5 separate regions of the Mus musculus genome follow, and regions 2, 3, 4 and 5 are each linked to region 1. Evidence: chromatin contacts called from public HiChIP or PLAC-seq and promoter capture Hi-C data. All regions are on one chromosome and are shown on one strand. The core of a region is the stretch at or near the end of the contact, and the rest is flanking DNA. Distances in the headings are between cores, read along the strand shown. Region 1 holds the start of Ddx11 (DEAD/H box helicase 11). Region 2 overlaps Rab31 (RAB31, member RAS oncogene family). Region 3 overlaps Rab31 (RAB31, member RAS oncogene family). Region 4 holds the start of Mtcl1 (microtubule crosslinking factor 1). Region 5 has its middle 27 kb from the start of Gm41608.

The links. Promoter capture Hi-C pulls out the DNA fragments that hold promoters and counts their contacts. HiChIP or PLAC-seq counts read pairs in DNA pulled down with a chosen protein or histone mark.
Region 2: a promoter capture Hi-C map of pre-B cells shows a contact between it and region 1. The contact joins the enhancer-like site here to the promoter of Ddx11 in region 1. A contact is called at or near these places in 5 of 39 promoter capture datasets (the C10 cell line, the HPC-7 cell line, cranial neural crest and 1 more), 2 of 484 Hi-C or Micro-C datasets (centroblasts and embryonic stem cells), 3 of 115 datasets of contacts at active chromatin or transcription factors (embryonic stem cells, fetal liver and microglia) and 1 of 9 other capture datasets (adipose tissue).
Region 3: a promoter capture Hi-C map of pre-B cells shows a contact between it and region 1. The contact joins the enhancer-like site here to the promoter of Ddx11 in region 1. A contact is called at or near these places in 5 of 39 promoter capture datasets (the C10 cell line, the HPC-7 cell line, cranial neural crest and 1 more), 1 of 15 datasets of contacts at CTCF or cohesin (the NIH/3T3 cell line), 1 of 484 Hi-C or Micro-C datasets (centroblasts), 3 of 115 datasets of contacts at active chromatin or transcription factors (embryonic stem cells, microglia and pancreatic cancer cells) and 1 of 9 other capture datasets (liver).
Region 4: a contact with region 1 is called in an H3K4me3 HiChIP or PLAC-seq map of embryonic stem cells, with 8 times the contacts expected there. The contact joins the promoter of Mtcl1 here to the promoter of Ddx11 in region 1. A contact is called at or near these places in 14 of 39 promoter capture datasets (the 3T3-L1 cell line, 3T3-L1-derived adipocytes, the SN4741 cell line and 7 more), 1 of 15 datasets of contacts at CTCF or cohesin (the NIH/3T3 cell line), 8 of 484 Hi-C or Micro-C datasets (the HL-1 cell line, LSK cells, cortical neurons and 4 more), 12 of 115 datasets of contacts at active chromatin or transcription factors (the NIH/3T3 cell line, astrocytes, embryonic hindbrain and 7 more) and 3 of 9 other capture datasets (adipose tissue, liver and pancreatic islet).
Region 5: a promoter capture Hi-C map of embryonic stem cells shows a contact between it and region 1. The contact joins the enhancer-like site here to the promoter of Ddx11 in region 1. A contact is called at or near these places in 6 of 39 promoter capture datasets (the C10 cell line, cranial neural crest, embryonic stem cells and 2 more), 4 of 484 Hi-C or Micro-C datasets (the N1E-115 cell line, brown adipocytes, cerebral cortex and 1 more), 21 of 115 datasets of contacts at active chromatin or transcription factors (craniofacial prominence, differentiating embryonic stem cells, embryonic basal ganglia and 10 more) and 3 of 9 other capture datasets (adipose tissue, embryonic stem cells and pancreatic islet).

What each region holds. Positions count from the first base shown.
Region 1 is chr17:66,122,253-66,124,952 of GRCm38.p6, reverse strand. It overlaps Ddx11 (DEAD/H box helicase 11), which reads right to left and starts at 1,433. Exons shown (of 27, transcript NM_001348292.1): 1 at 1,261-1,433.
Region 2 is chr17:65,723,145-65,725,844 of GRCm38.p6, reverse strand. The region is part of intron 1 of Rab31 (RAB31, member RAS oncogene family); the gene reads left to right. Among named protein-coding and RNA genes, the nearest start is that of Rab31, 48 kb to the left of the region's middle. Within about 2 kb of position 1,379, at least 152 of the 459 cell types and tissues checked have an H3K27ac peak or open chromatin away from gene starts, as enhancers often do. A contact at or near this core is called in the HPC-7 cell line, adipose tissue, centroblasts and 3 more, where this site is marked.
Region 3 is chr17:65,700,915-65,703,614 of GRCm38.p6, reverse strand. The region is part of intron 3 of Rab31 (RAB31, member RAS oncogene family); the gene reads left to right. Among named protein-coding and RNA genes, the nearest start is that of Gm35477, 60 kb to the right of the region's middle. Within about 2 kb of position 1,369, at least 155 of the 459 cell types and tissues checked have an H3K27ac peak or open chromatin away from gene starts, as enhancers often do. A contact at or near this core is called in the NIH/3T3 cell line, embryonic stem cells and pancreatic cancer cells, where this site is marked.
Region 4 is chr17:66,448,338-66,451,037 of GRCm38.p6, reverse strand. It overlaps Mtcl1 (microtubule crosslinking factor 1), which reads left to right and starts at 1,288. Exons shown (of 14, transcript NM_172963.4): 1 at 1,288-2,700. The coding sequence starts at 1,693.
Region 5 is chr17:66,478,219-66,480,918 of GRCm38.p6, reverse strand. No RefSeq gene overlaps it. Among named protein-coding and RNA genes, the nearest start is that of Gm41608, 27 kb to the left of the region's middle. RefSeq lists an enhancer at 1-2,523. Within about 2 kb of position 1,413, at least 124 of the 459 cell types and tissues checked have an H3K27ac peak or open chromatin away from gene starts, as enhancers often do. A contact at or near this core is called in the N1E-115 cell line, cerebral cortex, cortical neurons and 11 more, where this site is marked.

The DNA of each region.
Region 1 (2,700 bases), core at 184-2,683:
AGTGATAGTGTCAATCCATTTATGAGAGATGGTAGTTGCCAATGTGTTCCTCCAGGTATTAGGGAAAGAAAAACGACTACCCAGGTGGAGAAAGCACCGAGCAAAACAAAACAACAAAAACTAAAGGCCACACAACAAATTTAAGAAAATGCAGTAATAAAAAGAGCTATGCAACTGGAAAACCACTAAAACACGAAGAGAGGGTAAAGAAATGTAGCCAACAAGAGATGGAGAGATGGCGGAGTAGTTAAGAACACTGGCTGCTCTTCCAGAGGACCCAGGTTCAATTCCTAGCACCCACACAGCAACTCACAATTGTTTCTAACTCCAGTTCTAGAGGATCCAGACATACAAACTATGCATAAAATAGTAAAAGTAAGTTTTTAAAGGTAACCACAGATTCTGAGCATCTAACATGTGTTAAGCACTCTTCAGAGCCCCCACCCCACCCCCTTCTTAATTTCACTTAACCTATCACGGATATCATGACAGAACTGCTGGCTGGAGACACTGCTCACTAGTGGAGCCCTCGCCTAGCAGCTGCCCAGAGCTTAATCTACAACCGAAAGCGGCTGGGTGTTAAGGAGTAAGTAGCATTAAAGAAGAAAAAGTACGCATTTAACCCAGGTGCGAAGCGCTCTGCTATGGTCAAGCTCACCTAAGTACAACAGAGAACTTAGCAAGGCTAAACAGGAGATTTCCTGAAATGATGCACTCGGAGGTGAAGAATGTCGCCGTCTGGGAAAACCAGGAACCCGGGCTGCGGGCAGGCAGGGAAACCCTGTACATGAGAACTGCAAGCTAGCCGGGATTTCAGGACAGGGTCCTGCATGCAGGGACCATGTATTTATTATTTAATCCTACTTTTATGCCACTTCCATCAAAATGTGGTCGACTTCCCGAACTTCCTCAACCTTAAAAAAAAGGGGGGGGGGGCAGTGCAGCCGAGAATGCAACAGTATGGTCCCTGAGGCACACTGCCAAATTGGATCTCAAGTTCATTATCAGTCAACCTGTGTCTTCACCTGACTTCACTATATACAATAACCCCTGAAAATCGTTTAAAACAGACTCTCTACATTTTAGAATCCAACCTGTTACGTACACTCACCGAAGGCGCCACTATACTTGGGCTGCCACTCGCTCCAATCCATCCCACGCCGCCTCCGCCCCCACGTCCGGCCGTAGGGCGCGCTCGGCTAACCCTGCCCCCTGGCAGCCTCCTCGGCTTCCGCCTCCGCTCGAGTGTGCCCTTCTCACCTCTCTGCCTTCGGTCGCAGCGCTTCTCCCACACAGCACCGAACTCGATCGCCACCGCAGGACCGCCTCACTGAGGCCGGCAAGCGAGCCTGGCCGCCGCGGCTGAATTTAAACTGCAGTTTCACTGAAGGAGCATGCGCGCACGCAGAAAACCCTCCACGTGGCCACGCCCCCGAGCCACTGCGCCTGCGCGCTGCCGCTCAACCGCGGGCCTTGTGCTTCAATATTGCCTGGATTAGAACTGTGTTTGAGCTTTGATCTAACCTTCCATATTAGTTTTTTTGTATTACCGGCTATTGGGGGTTGTTGTTGTTGTTTCCCCAGAAATATTGCGCTTTTTAAAAAATTGTATTTATTTAATGTATGAGTGCTCTGCTGCATATACATCCGCAATTGCCCGAAGAGGACATCAGATCTCCCTAAAGATGGCTGTGAGCCAGAATGTGCTTGCTGAGAATTGAACTCAGGACCTCTGGAAGCGCAGCCAGTGTTCTTAACCGATGAGCCATCTCACCAGCCCCCAAGATTCAAATAGATTTCTCAAAGAATGTTAAATGTAGAAAAGAGAAACTATCAAATATCAGATGTATACAAGCCACTAAGTACTAAGAGGGTTTTTGATGAGGTCATTCATCATGCATGTATTTATGTTTCCTCCTTACTATAGATATTGAATCTGTTTCACAATCATGACAAAGGTGTACTACTATGGTGATTGTTTTTAGAAACTGTTCCTGTAGTGTAACGCAGAATTAAAAAAAATTGACAGGCTCTGGGGAACAGTAAGTCCATTGAGATTTGGTTTTCTGTCACTAGTTACAAAAGCACACACAGCACGGGAGGTGTAGCAATTGGTCACTATAAACGTCTCTGTTTATTGCACTAGGGACACTGAACATGATCCATTTTCAGAGGCTGTGGCTAAAAATCCTAACCACACCCTCAAGCTTGGTGCCCTTCTCGCTCTTTTGCAGAGAGATGTAAGAAAGATTAGTTCTTTGCCCTTTAGTGTCCATTTTATAGGGAGCCTGGCAGTTGTGGGATTTAGTCCCCAGTGGGATCTGTGAGCCTTTGATTATTCTGTTGGTTCTGTTGTCATCTATACATATGCTTGAAAGGCTCAAGACAGAGCTTGCAGTAGAAGAGGGAGAAGGGCTATATGTGATTTCGCTTCTAGCTCCTTAACCCCAATTCCGGGCTCTGGGACTGAGTTACTGTTCCCTAAAGTTTGATTGTATCAAGTTTCAGAGTGGAGGGCTATGTCTGATTATCTCAGCGCTCTCTCTCTCTCTCTCTCTCTTCCCAAGACAGGGTTTCTCTGTGTAGCCCTGGCTGTCCTGGAACTCCCTCAGTAGACCAGGCTGGCCCCAAATGCAAAGATCCACCTGCCTCTGCCTCCTGAGTGCTGGGATTAAAGGCCTGCACTGTCTGGTGAAAACC
Region 2 (2,700 bases), core at 130-2,629, 400 kb after region 1:
TTTTTCTCTTTCTGTTTATTTTTTCTTTTTCTTTTCCTTGTTTCTTTCTTTTTCTTTCTTTCTTTTTTTTCTTTTTTTCTTTTTCTTTCTTTTTTTTTTTTTTTTTTTACTTTTTGTTTGATGGTTTTGTTTCTGTGTCCTCGTTTTGAAGCAGGGTTTCTCATTGTAACAGCCCTGGCTGTCCAGGAATTGCATTGTATACCAAACCTTTGTTGTGCCAGCGAACACAGGAGCCAAGCTGAGGCAACTCACAGCAGGGTCTTTATTCTGTTTGAGCTAGCTCGCCCCCCCACCCCCACCCCAAGGTCACGCAAGACAGTTTTGGTGGTGGGGAAGCCTGAAACGTCTATTAGGGCAAGGCAAGCATCTAATTGGAGAGCTACCGTGGCCTTTAACATAATTGGCTGGTGCTGTGAGTCATATCATAAACTTAACTTGTGGGGTCGGGCATGGTGGCGCATGTCTTTAATCCCAGCACTTGGGAGGCAGAGGCAGGTGAATTTCTGAGTTCAAGGCCAGCCTGGTCTACAGAGTGAGTTCCAGGACAGCCAGGGCTACAGAGAGAAACCTTGTCTCCAAAACACCAAAAAACCAAAACCAAAAAAAAAACCAAACCAAAAAAACCCTTAACTTTTGCTCCCCTCTGCATTGGTGGTCTTTAGGCAAGGTGTGGGCTTGTGACCTGGGGTGCAGGTCTGTTGGGGGAATAACCTGGAGACACTGGTCTTGTTGAGGGTATAGCCTGGAAACGCTGGTTTTGTTGGGGATTAGCCTAGAGACTAGAGCTAGGCTAATTTTTTTGTTGTTGTTGTGGAGTAGCAACTTGTTCAAATTTAGGTCAGGTTCTCTAAATGAAGTCTGAACTTGAGAGATTTGGCATCTCACCTTGAACTCACAGAGATCTGCTTGTATCTGTGCCCCCTGCCCCTTCCCCGTGCCTCCCCTCCCCCGTGCTGGAATTAAAGGCCAGCAAACTACGAGCATTTTCTAATTGGCTCATAGTTTTAGGGTACGGAGTTGGACGAGCCCAGGTGTTACCTAAAAACATGTGAGGGAGGAGGGGAGGAAGGGGAGGAGAAGAGAGGGGAGGAGGAGGGGAGGAGGAGGAGGAGGAGGAGGAGGAGGAGGGGAGGAGGAGGAGGAGGAGGAGGAGGAGGAGAAGAAGGAGAGAAAATTAATTAATTAAAAAAAAATTAAAGACTCCATTCACTGCCACCACTGCCTTTGGCCTGCACTTTTCTGGCCCGGGTCCTCACCACCCCCACCAGTGACAGCTCATTTGTCCCTCCTCAGCTGCTTTAAGCCCTTCCTTCAACCATGCCACCCTCAGGGGAATGGAAACTACACAGCTGCTCTGCCCCGCTCTGCCCTGCTCTGCCCTGCCCAGGAAGGCACCGGAAACGCCCTGTGCTGCAAGGGTTCCTCCAGGAAGCAACTGTGTCCTAGAAGTTGCTGGGCGGGCCGAGTGGCAGCCTCACCCTGGCTGGACCCACGCCCCGTTCTTCTACTTTACATCATGGTCCGTGGTTTAAGAGTCCTTTCTCAGGCATCTTCCATCTGTTTCTTCATTCTTCGCTCGCTCTAGCCATAAGCATCTCCGAAACCCTGCTTTCTCTGTACTGACCGTAGGCTGGACCCCACCGGTATCGGTTATCAGCTACCTCCCTGGTTTGCAAACTCCATTAGAGGGAGGTGGTAGGCTACCTTTCCTGGCCTGCAGGGTTCCCAGACACAGTAGGGAGGGTCTGAACACTCAGAGGTGCCCACCCACGTCCAACCCCAGCACGCAGGGCTCTGAAGCAGATGCTCCACCTGGCTCTCCTCCCTCACATGTTTTTAGGTCACACCCAGGATCATCCCTATTCTTTACCCCAAAAGTGCTGCTTGGAGAGAGCTGCCCTTAGTTCTCTTGGCTGGAGAACTATGTACTTCCTTGTACTTCTTTATTCTTTGGACTCTCTGCCGGGCTCTCAGGGTGTTGTGGTGGCTCCGCCCCTGCCATGCACCAGCCATGACAGATGTTACATCCTCTCAATTGACATGCTCACCTGGGGCGCATGCATGGGGGCGTGGCGGAGAGCTCCACCCTAAGTCCATTCCACAGATCAGCTGAGCAGAGCCGGCCTGAAGGCCAGCCCTTGAAATACCCTTCATGGTGAAAGCGCTAAGCTGTTTTACGATTATTAACTCCAGTCCTTGCCTTCTGCAGATGGCTCAAGTGAAACGCCAGCTTTTTTGGTGAGCTAGAGAAGCAAGATGATCATCTGTCAGAGGGCAACTTGGGGGAGTTCTCTTCTATCAAGAGTGTCCTGGGGATTGAACTCAGTTCATCCATCATTCTTCATGTACCCGTTTTCTAAGCCAGTTTCTCAGCCACTTGATTAGAATCTTTCAAAAAAAAATTGTATGGATATTTTGTCCAAATGTATTTTCCGTGCATCATGTTTACGCAATTGCCTGTAGAGACCAGAAGAGGATATTAAGTCCCAGATGTCCAGTGGAACTGGGATCACAGATGTTTGTGGGCTGTTGCGTTGTGGTGCTTGGAACTGAACCTGGGTCTTCTGCAAGAGCAGCAAGCATTCTTAACTACTGAGCCATCTTGTCAGCCTAAAACTTTGTTTTTGTTTTTTTGTTTTTGTTTTTAATCACACCTTTAGGGGTTGGGAATGTAACTCAGTTGGTAGTAGAGTGGGTGAA
Region 3 (2,700 bases), core at 120-2,619, 420 kb after region 1:
TCGAAATCTGTGGTCCTCAGCCTGTGGTCACTCAACCTGGCTGCAGAAGAAACTCTCATTCCCTTTAAGATGAGAGCCCTGGTTTTTGTTTTGCTTCAACACTACCGAGTCAAGTGTGAGTTTGACCCAAAGTAAAGGAGGCAGATACAAAACAAAGGCAGAGTGTCAGGCCTTTCACCCAGTCCTTGTGGGCTCAAGTGTGGAATCAGCCTTTTTAGCAAAAACGGGTTTGAGGCAACTATTATCACGAGGTATCATTTTGGACTTTTAGGAAATTCCTAGGCTAAATTGAGGCTCATGACCTTACGAAGCATGCACCCCTTCAACAGAACACATGTTTATCCGTGTATGATATCCCAGCTCATGGAAGATTCTAGTTCTTTGTACCTTCTTCTCCTTCTCCTCCTCCTTCTCTTCTTCATCTTCCTTCTCCTTCTCTTCTTCCTCCTCGTTATTTATTATGATTATCATCATCATCATTATTATTATATCTGAGAACTGAACCTGGGGCCCCCTGAGGCTGCTAAGAACAAGCACTCTACCACTGAGCGATACCACCTACACTGTCTTATAAAAACACTCGTCTTGGCACTATAGACGGCTCAGCAGATTAGAGCACTGGCTGCTCTTCCAGAGGATCTGGGTTTGGCTCCCAGCACCTCTTTGGCAGCTCACCATTGTTTATAACTCCAGTTCCAGGGAATCGACACCGTCTTCCGAGGTCTTTGGTGCACTCTTTGGTACAGGTAGACATGCTATCCTGCAACCCACTATGTAGACAAGGCTAGCCTCACACTCTCAGAGATCTGCCTGCCTCTGCCTCCTGAATGCTAGGATTAGAGCCCCCACATCTGAAGAAGCACTTTTGGATTTAATGACATATTTATTAAAAAGGAAACTATTAAGAAAGACGTTTCTTGTTATTGCATAGGTTATGTATCATTTAAAAAAAAAACCAGTTTCTATTAACTCAGAAATATTAAAACCACCAGTCCTTGGGATGACGGTGCCCTTCTTTGGTGCTAACCATTGTGAACAGTTCCCTCCATTGTCTCCAGGCACTCTCTCTGTTCCCCCTCCATTCTGTCAGGTGTCAGGATGTTGGGGCAGGCATATTAACTAGGCTCTCTTTTCAGGGAAGAGAGAAGGTCTGTGTGAAACTGGGACAGAGCGATCCTTCATTACTGTTTTTCCATTCAGCTTCTGCCAGCTGAGCACGCTGGGAATGGCAAGAATTTTCTTCCATCACTCGCCTTTGTTACAGTTCTCCGGGGCTTTGGGGCCTTTTGGCTTCTGCCCTTGACTCTCCCTGGCCTTGACTGTGGCTGCTCTGCATTCCTGGGCAGGGCTGGAGCTTCTAATTGGGAGCTGGCACCTGAGGCCTATCTGCAAACTGGCCACAGACTAGCTTTGTCCCCGGCTGCCTCTGACTCTCCAGGGATAGATCATTCTCTGAAAACTCACTCTGCAGGATCCGTCTTCCAAGATCCGTCTCCAAGATCCGGAACCTGAAGCCAGAATGTCTGGCAGGGCTAACTCTTCATCTGGGGAGCAGAGCCCAGCTGGAGACATATTTGTTTGGAAACTTCATGTCTTTTCCTCTACGGCTCATTCCTGACCTGCAGTTTTGCTACTGTGAAATTTATGAAGTCATCGCATGTGATTAAAGAAGCTTGTTTGGAGAATTTCCTGGCATAATACTTTCACTGTATTCGAGAAAGGGGGAAAGAGGGAGGGAGGAAGGAAGCAGGGGGATGGAAAAGAGGGAGGATGAAGGGAGGAGAGAGAGGGGTGTGTGTGTGCGTGTATGCGTGTGTGTGTGTGTGTGTGTGAGAAAGAGAGAGAGAGAGAGAGAGAGAGAGAGAGAACAGTCAATAGGCACTCAAAAATGCCCATATGGAATGTGGAATCCTGGCAACTTCTTTCTCTTGTTCTGTGACCTTAACTACACGCTAAATCTGAGCAATTGATCCTAGGCTAGAACCCCTAACTCTCAGATAAAATAGCTCCTTTCTCTCAGTTTATTACCTCAGATACTTTGTTAGCGTGACAAGAAGCTGACCGCTGCAACATTCACCCGCCAAAGCTGAGTAGCCCAGCATGCTGAAGGGCATTCCTTTCTTACGATGTAGACAACCTTAAAACGCCAAGTAGTTAAGGCTGGGGAGACAGCTGGGAAGTTGTTAAAAGTGGACGTTGCTCTTCCAGAGGACCGGAATTTGGTTCCCAGCACCCATGTTGGGCAGCTCACCACCACCTCTGTAGGTCCAGATCCAAGGGGATTTGGACATAGACACACACACACACATACACACACACACTAAAAATAAAAATGAAATCTTAAAAAACAAAACAAAACTAGGGGCTGGAGAGATGGTTCAGTTAAGAGCACCTACTGTTCTTCCAAAGGTCCCCACTTTAATTCCCAGCACCCACATGGTGGCTCACAACTATCCGTAATGCCCTCTTCTGACGTGTCTGAAGACAGCTACAGTGTACTCATATAAATAAAATAAAGAACACAAACAAACAAACAAAAAAACCCAAAACTAGTCACATGTCCAAAGAACATAGATAACCATCTCTTTGAAGATTGGCTTTCCAGAATTTTCTGTGCTGCTCTTAAATGGTACCTGGGCACTATCTCAATACTGAAATTTAAAGTATATATATTTTTGAGTAGTCTGTGAAGGATTGGAA
Region 4 (2,700 bases), core at 39-2,538, 330 kb before region 1:
ATTCTGTCGTTAAGACCACGGACTTTGAGTACAATTTTCCTTTAACATTTCAAGTCTGTACTCTCCTCGTGCTTCGGGATGCAGTCACCCACACCATGCCCTCTGCCCCACCCTGCGGCTCTGGGATCTTTCTCAGCAAATAAGATCAACCAGAATCCTTCACTTTCCACTCCACAGCTTTAGGTCTAAGCCCTGTCCCACTTAACTGTGCTGTGAACTTCAAGACCAGCATCTTTCAGGAAACACACAGGATTTCCCCGCTGGCGTCTTCTTCTTGTTCATCCCTGCTCCCCAAATCCCGAATCTAGATAGAGGACAACTTAGACTTGTCCTCGGGGCGCTTATTGCCCAACATCCAAAGCCTGGGATATAAACCACACGGAACATCTGTCAAAAGCACTTTACAGTGGACGGGTGAGTCCTTCTCTTTGCTCAGTTAATCAGAATACATCTACATTCGGTTTTCTCTGATTCTACAGGTGAGGCGGGAATCGGAGACCCAAAAGGTCAAGTACCTTGCCCACGGAGCGGAACCCTCAGGCTCCTTGGTGCTCTAAGGCAAACGTGTACTGCTGAGACTCCGGTAGACCTAGGTTTGAATCCCCGCTCAGCCCCGGAGTTCAAACAAGCCACTTCACTTCCTCGTGCCCATGTCTCCTTCTGAAAACAGGATTTCGAATTCGGGACTGTCATCATGCGAGTAGAAGCAGTGCCTGGAGCAAGGTCGCCGGAACTATAAATGTGAGCTCCCTTTCAGACCCCGGCTTGACGAGCTGCTTCTCCGATTTCTACAGCGGCTCCTCCCTTTCAGAGCTGCCCAGGCCACTGGGGGTGCCAACTGTGGAGCGCTGTGTCGGTCCTGACGCTGCATCCGGTACCAGGAATCCTTAAAGAAGCTCTGGGGAGAGCGGTGGGCAGCGAAGCGAAGAGGGGAGGCAGGAGTCAGATAGAGGGGGCTGGGTGGAACAGAGAGAAGGCTGGCACCCACCGCAGAGGGGCCCTCTACCCCGCCTGCACCTGAAGTGTCCCCAAGTGGCCGATGCCCGCCCTCTTCCCTCCCTTCACCCCAGCTTCTTCCCTTCCTAGCCGGCTCAGGGTGGTAGCCCCAGTACATCCAAAGGCAAAGAGTGGTCCTCTGCTGCGTGGACGCGTGGGCACTCGGGCTCTGCGTCTCCCGCGTCCCCCGAGCTGCAGCCCCGCCTCCTGCCCGCCCCGCCCCCTCCCCGTCCCGCTAGCAGGAGGCGGGGCGTGCGCGTCGGGCTGGGGACGGAGGGGGACGCGCGTGCAGCAGCTTCTCTCCGCCGGAGCAGCCGAGCAGAAGCCGTGGCTGCCGATCCCCCGCGGACTGGCAGTGGGCGGGGAGCGGAACTCGGGAGCCGGGCGCGCGTCGCCAGACAAGTGTTTTTGTGCGAGGCCGCGGTGGCGGCCACTTCAGCTCTCTGAACGCACGGTGCAGGGGATGCGAGCGGCCGTGGCGGCTGTGCCAGGAGGATCCGAGCGCCGTTGACCTGAGCGAGGGGACACACTCCCCCGGGTCGGCTGAGTGCGGGGGAGGGGACGGCGGGAGCGCAGGGTGCACGCCGGGCGGGGCAGGGGGTCAGTGATGACCGGGCGCGCGGGGAGGCTGCACGCCGCCGCCGCCGCCCGGAGCATCTGCCGCCTGAGCTGCGGATCGCAGCCGCCGCCCGGGCCATGGAGACGCTGAACGGCCCCGCGGGCGGCGGCGCCCCGGACACCAAGCCGCAGCCAGCCGGCCAGCATCACCGCCACCACCACCTGCACCCGCTGGCCGAGAGGAGGCGGCTGCACCGCGCACCCTCGCCCGCCAGACCCTTCCTCAAGGACCTGCACACGCGGCCCGCCACGGCCACCCCCTCTGCGGGCCGTGCCCCGACTCCCGCGGCTCCTCGCTCGCCTAGCCTTGCCGGGAAGGCGCCGCCGTCGCCCGGGCCCCCGGCCGCGCCCGGTCGCCTCTCCCGACGCAGCGGTGTAGTCCCCGGCGCGAAGGACAAGCCGCCGCCGGGCGCCGGAGCCAGGTCGGCGGGCGGCGCTAAGGCCGTCCCGGGGACCAGGAGGGCGGCGCGCGCGGGGCCGGCGGAGCCACTGTCCCGGGTTGGGAGGCCGACTGGGGCCGAGCCACCGCCTGCCGTCGCGAAGGGTCGCAAAACCAAGCGCGGCCCCGGGACGCCTCCAGCTCGCGCCGTCGTGCCCCCGGCTCGCGCCTCCCGGGTCCCCGCCGTGACCCTCTCTGTGACCTCGGTGGCTGGCTGTCGTATCAACCACACGGACAGCAGCTCGGATCTCTCCGACTGCGCCTCCGAACCCTTGTCTGATGAGCAGCGCCTACTCCCCGCCGCCAGCAGCGACGCTGAGTCGGGCACCGGCTCCAGTGACCGGGAACCCATACGCGGAGCACCCACTCCGAGCTCCGGATCCCGCGGGCCGCCGCCGGGCAGCCCCGAGCCCCCTATCCTGCTCGCGGCGCCCCCTGTCGCCAGTGCCTGTCTCGGGGGCCGAAGCAGCCCAGGCGGGGCCTCCACAGGGTCCCCGGGACCCGGTTCTCAGGAGGATGTTGGGGGCCGAGCGCCACCGGAGCGGACGATTCTGGGGACCTCCAAGGAGCCTAGCCTGGGCGAACAGCCCCGGCTCTTGGTGGTGGCTGAGGAAGAGGAGTTGCTGAGGGAGATGGAGGAACTGCGC
Region 5 (2,700 bases), core at 164-2,663, 360 kb before region 1:
AGTGTACGCTTACTGTTTGGGAAATCTGCCTTGGCGTACTTCAATAACAATTCACACAGACAAGCGTCACTACCGTACTGTAGTGAGCATTTAGCGTTAATTGCCTTACAGAAGCATGTTGCTCCCATACAAAATGACAAATGTCACAGCTACGCTTTAACCTATTAGTATAAATTAAATCATAAACAGCGACAGTCGCGGGTGGATCAGTGGCACTGAGCAATCTATGAGGGAACGGGAGGCTGGGGGCTGGTCACACTGGCTGCAGGCCATCTGCGCTGATGAGGGGAGGTCAGCCTGTACCAGTGCACAGGGTCGCCTCAATGCTAAGGACTCGATAAAAATTCTCTCCTCCTCCAGTCCTCCTGAATTTTACCAAGGAAAGCAGCCCTGCTGATGTGGGGGAGACTAGCAGAGACTGGAAGCCACACCCTTTCCCAAGACCAATTTGCACTTGCAGCTGGGCTCCTGACCTCCGGAGACTGCCAGCTAATCGGATCACGTTGAACCAGGGCGGGGAGGCCCTGGGACCCATCAGATAGGCAATACTGGGCTCTCCAAGCCACAGTAACTTCTGCCCAGGAGGAGCCTGTTTAAGCCGAGAAGAACCCGCCCAGACACACACACAACCCCCTCCCAAAAAAGAGGCTAACTTTGTTTTGAAAGTCATCCTAAAATGCCCTCCTTAGGATTATGACTTTGCGTAGGCCCTTTTGGTTTGTGACTGACAACCTCCGATTTGACCACTTTATTTTTATCGCCGTACCACAGATTCTTCAGGTTAGCGTTGAATTTGAGTTAGGCTACGACGAAAACAAAGAGTTGGCCTCCCAGTTCAGCTTTGCTAATTGAAATGTGAAAACAAGAGTAAGAAGGCAGGACAATAGGGGTCCGGGCTAAACCTTTATTCTACAGCTCCCGCAACAGCCGCGCCTTTCTTTGTCCCTCTAGACACCCGTAGGCTCAGTGACTTCAGAGGGAAGGCTCCAGCTGTATGCAAAGCGCAGGGTCGGAGGTGGAGGCTGTGGCAAAGGGTGCTGTGTGCCGTACTGGATTTCCATATCAATAGCTGCCTATTCTGTCTTCCTTTCTGTTTCTTCCCCCACTTCTTGGTTAAGGATGACCTTGAACGGCCTATCTTCCCCCACCCTCCTAACCCCCCACCCCCGCTTCCAAGTGCTGAATTTACAGGCTTCTGTCACAACTCCCCGTTTTGGATGAATTTATTCTCAAAGGAGCTTGCGAAACAAGCGGATTTTGGTCACCTGATGTCTGAACCAGGGACTCCAAGATAGAGGGAAAGTGACTTATCTAGGATCCATGGCTTCTAACCAGCAGAATGGAAACTCCCTTCAGAGACTCTCATACAGTCTTGGCCCACAACCTACATGCAGCCTGGTGGGTTCGTACAGCTCCTCGGAGCATGCGTGCGCTGAGGCTGCCTAAGCGGGCGAGCACAGCTCCTCGGAGCATGCGTGGGCTGAGGCACGCTAGTCTTGCTTTCCTCCTTTCTCCACTGTCTGTCATGCTCTCCCTCTGTCACCTGTCCTCTAGGAGTGTGGTTTGGAGAGCTGATCCACGCTTCCCTGCCCTCTTGTCTTTGTGAGGGAAGGAGGTCGGTGGTACCAGGAGCGCTGAGGCCTGAGGTCTCTATACACTGTTTTAGAGGGGACAGGGGGGTACAAGCGATACGGAGGAGGAGAGAATGAGTCCAGAGGACAGCTTGGAACAGAGCCGGCTGGGCGTCAGTTCCGCCAAGCCTCAGAAAGGAGACGAATGCAATGGTTTTCCTTTTTTGATGGTCCAATATTGAGGCAGGTTAAGGGATATCAGGGAAAGCTTTTTCCAGAGCCTGCTGGTCTCCAAAGGGCTTTCATTGATAATCACTAGAGGCTGGAAAGGGCACGGCGGTTAAGGGAAGCGATTGCCCTACAGAGAGCCTGACTCAGTCCCCAGCACCCATGTCAGGCAGCTCACAACCACCGATATAACTCCATCTCCAAAGGATCTGACCCTTCTGGCCTCTGATTGGCACCTGTACTCACATACACAGACATACTCAAACAGACAGGCATACACGCATACCACCATACCCGTCTCTTCTTTTAATTGACAAACAATAATTGTGCATGGGCATGTATGTATCACACGATTTTTTTTTTTAAACACAGTCATGTTTTAAAAGATTTATGTATTTTTACTAACGTGTATGTGCATGCATCTGTGTGAATTTTATGTGTACCATTTCATGAAGGTGCCTGTGCAGACCGGAGGGTGGCAGATGTCCTGACACTGGAGTCATAAGTGATTGGGAGTCACCTCATGTGATGGGCTAGGGTCCTCCCTTAGGTCTTCTGCAAGAGCTAGACTCACTCTTAGCTACTTTGAGGGCCTGCCAGCGACACCCGCTCTCTGGGTAGAATGCAATGAAACAGTCTATTTCTAGTCTGCAGATAGATGATGACATGTGGCCTCTGTAATCCACCGTAGGAAAAAGATTACCGTGCACACACTGGTTCTGTGTGAGCCAAAGTATCCTGCTCTAAGTTTTCATCAGCTAAATTGATCTTCATCTTTGGGTGGTTTACGTTTGTAAATGTGGCAAGTGCTAGTAGTGATAGACTTCTCAGCTTGAATAATGTGGAGAAAAGAGTGAGGTTTTTGCACTTATAAATGAGAAATGGGAGTGGTACAAGTCTC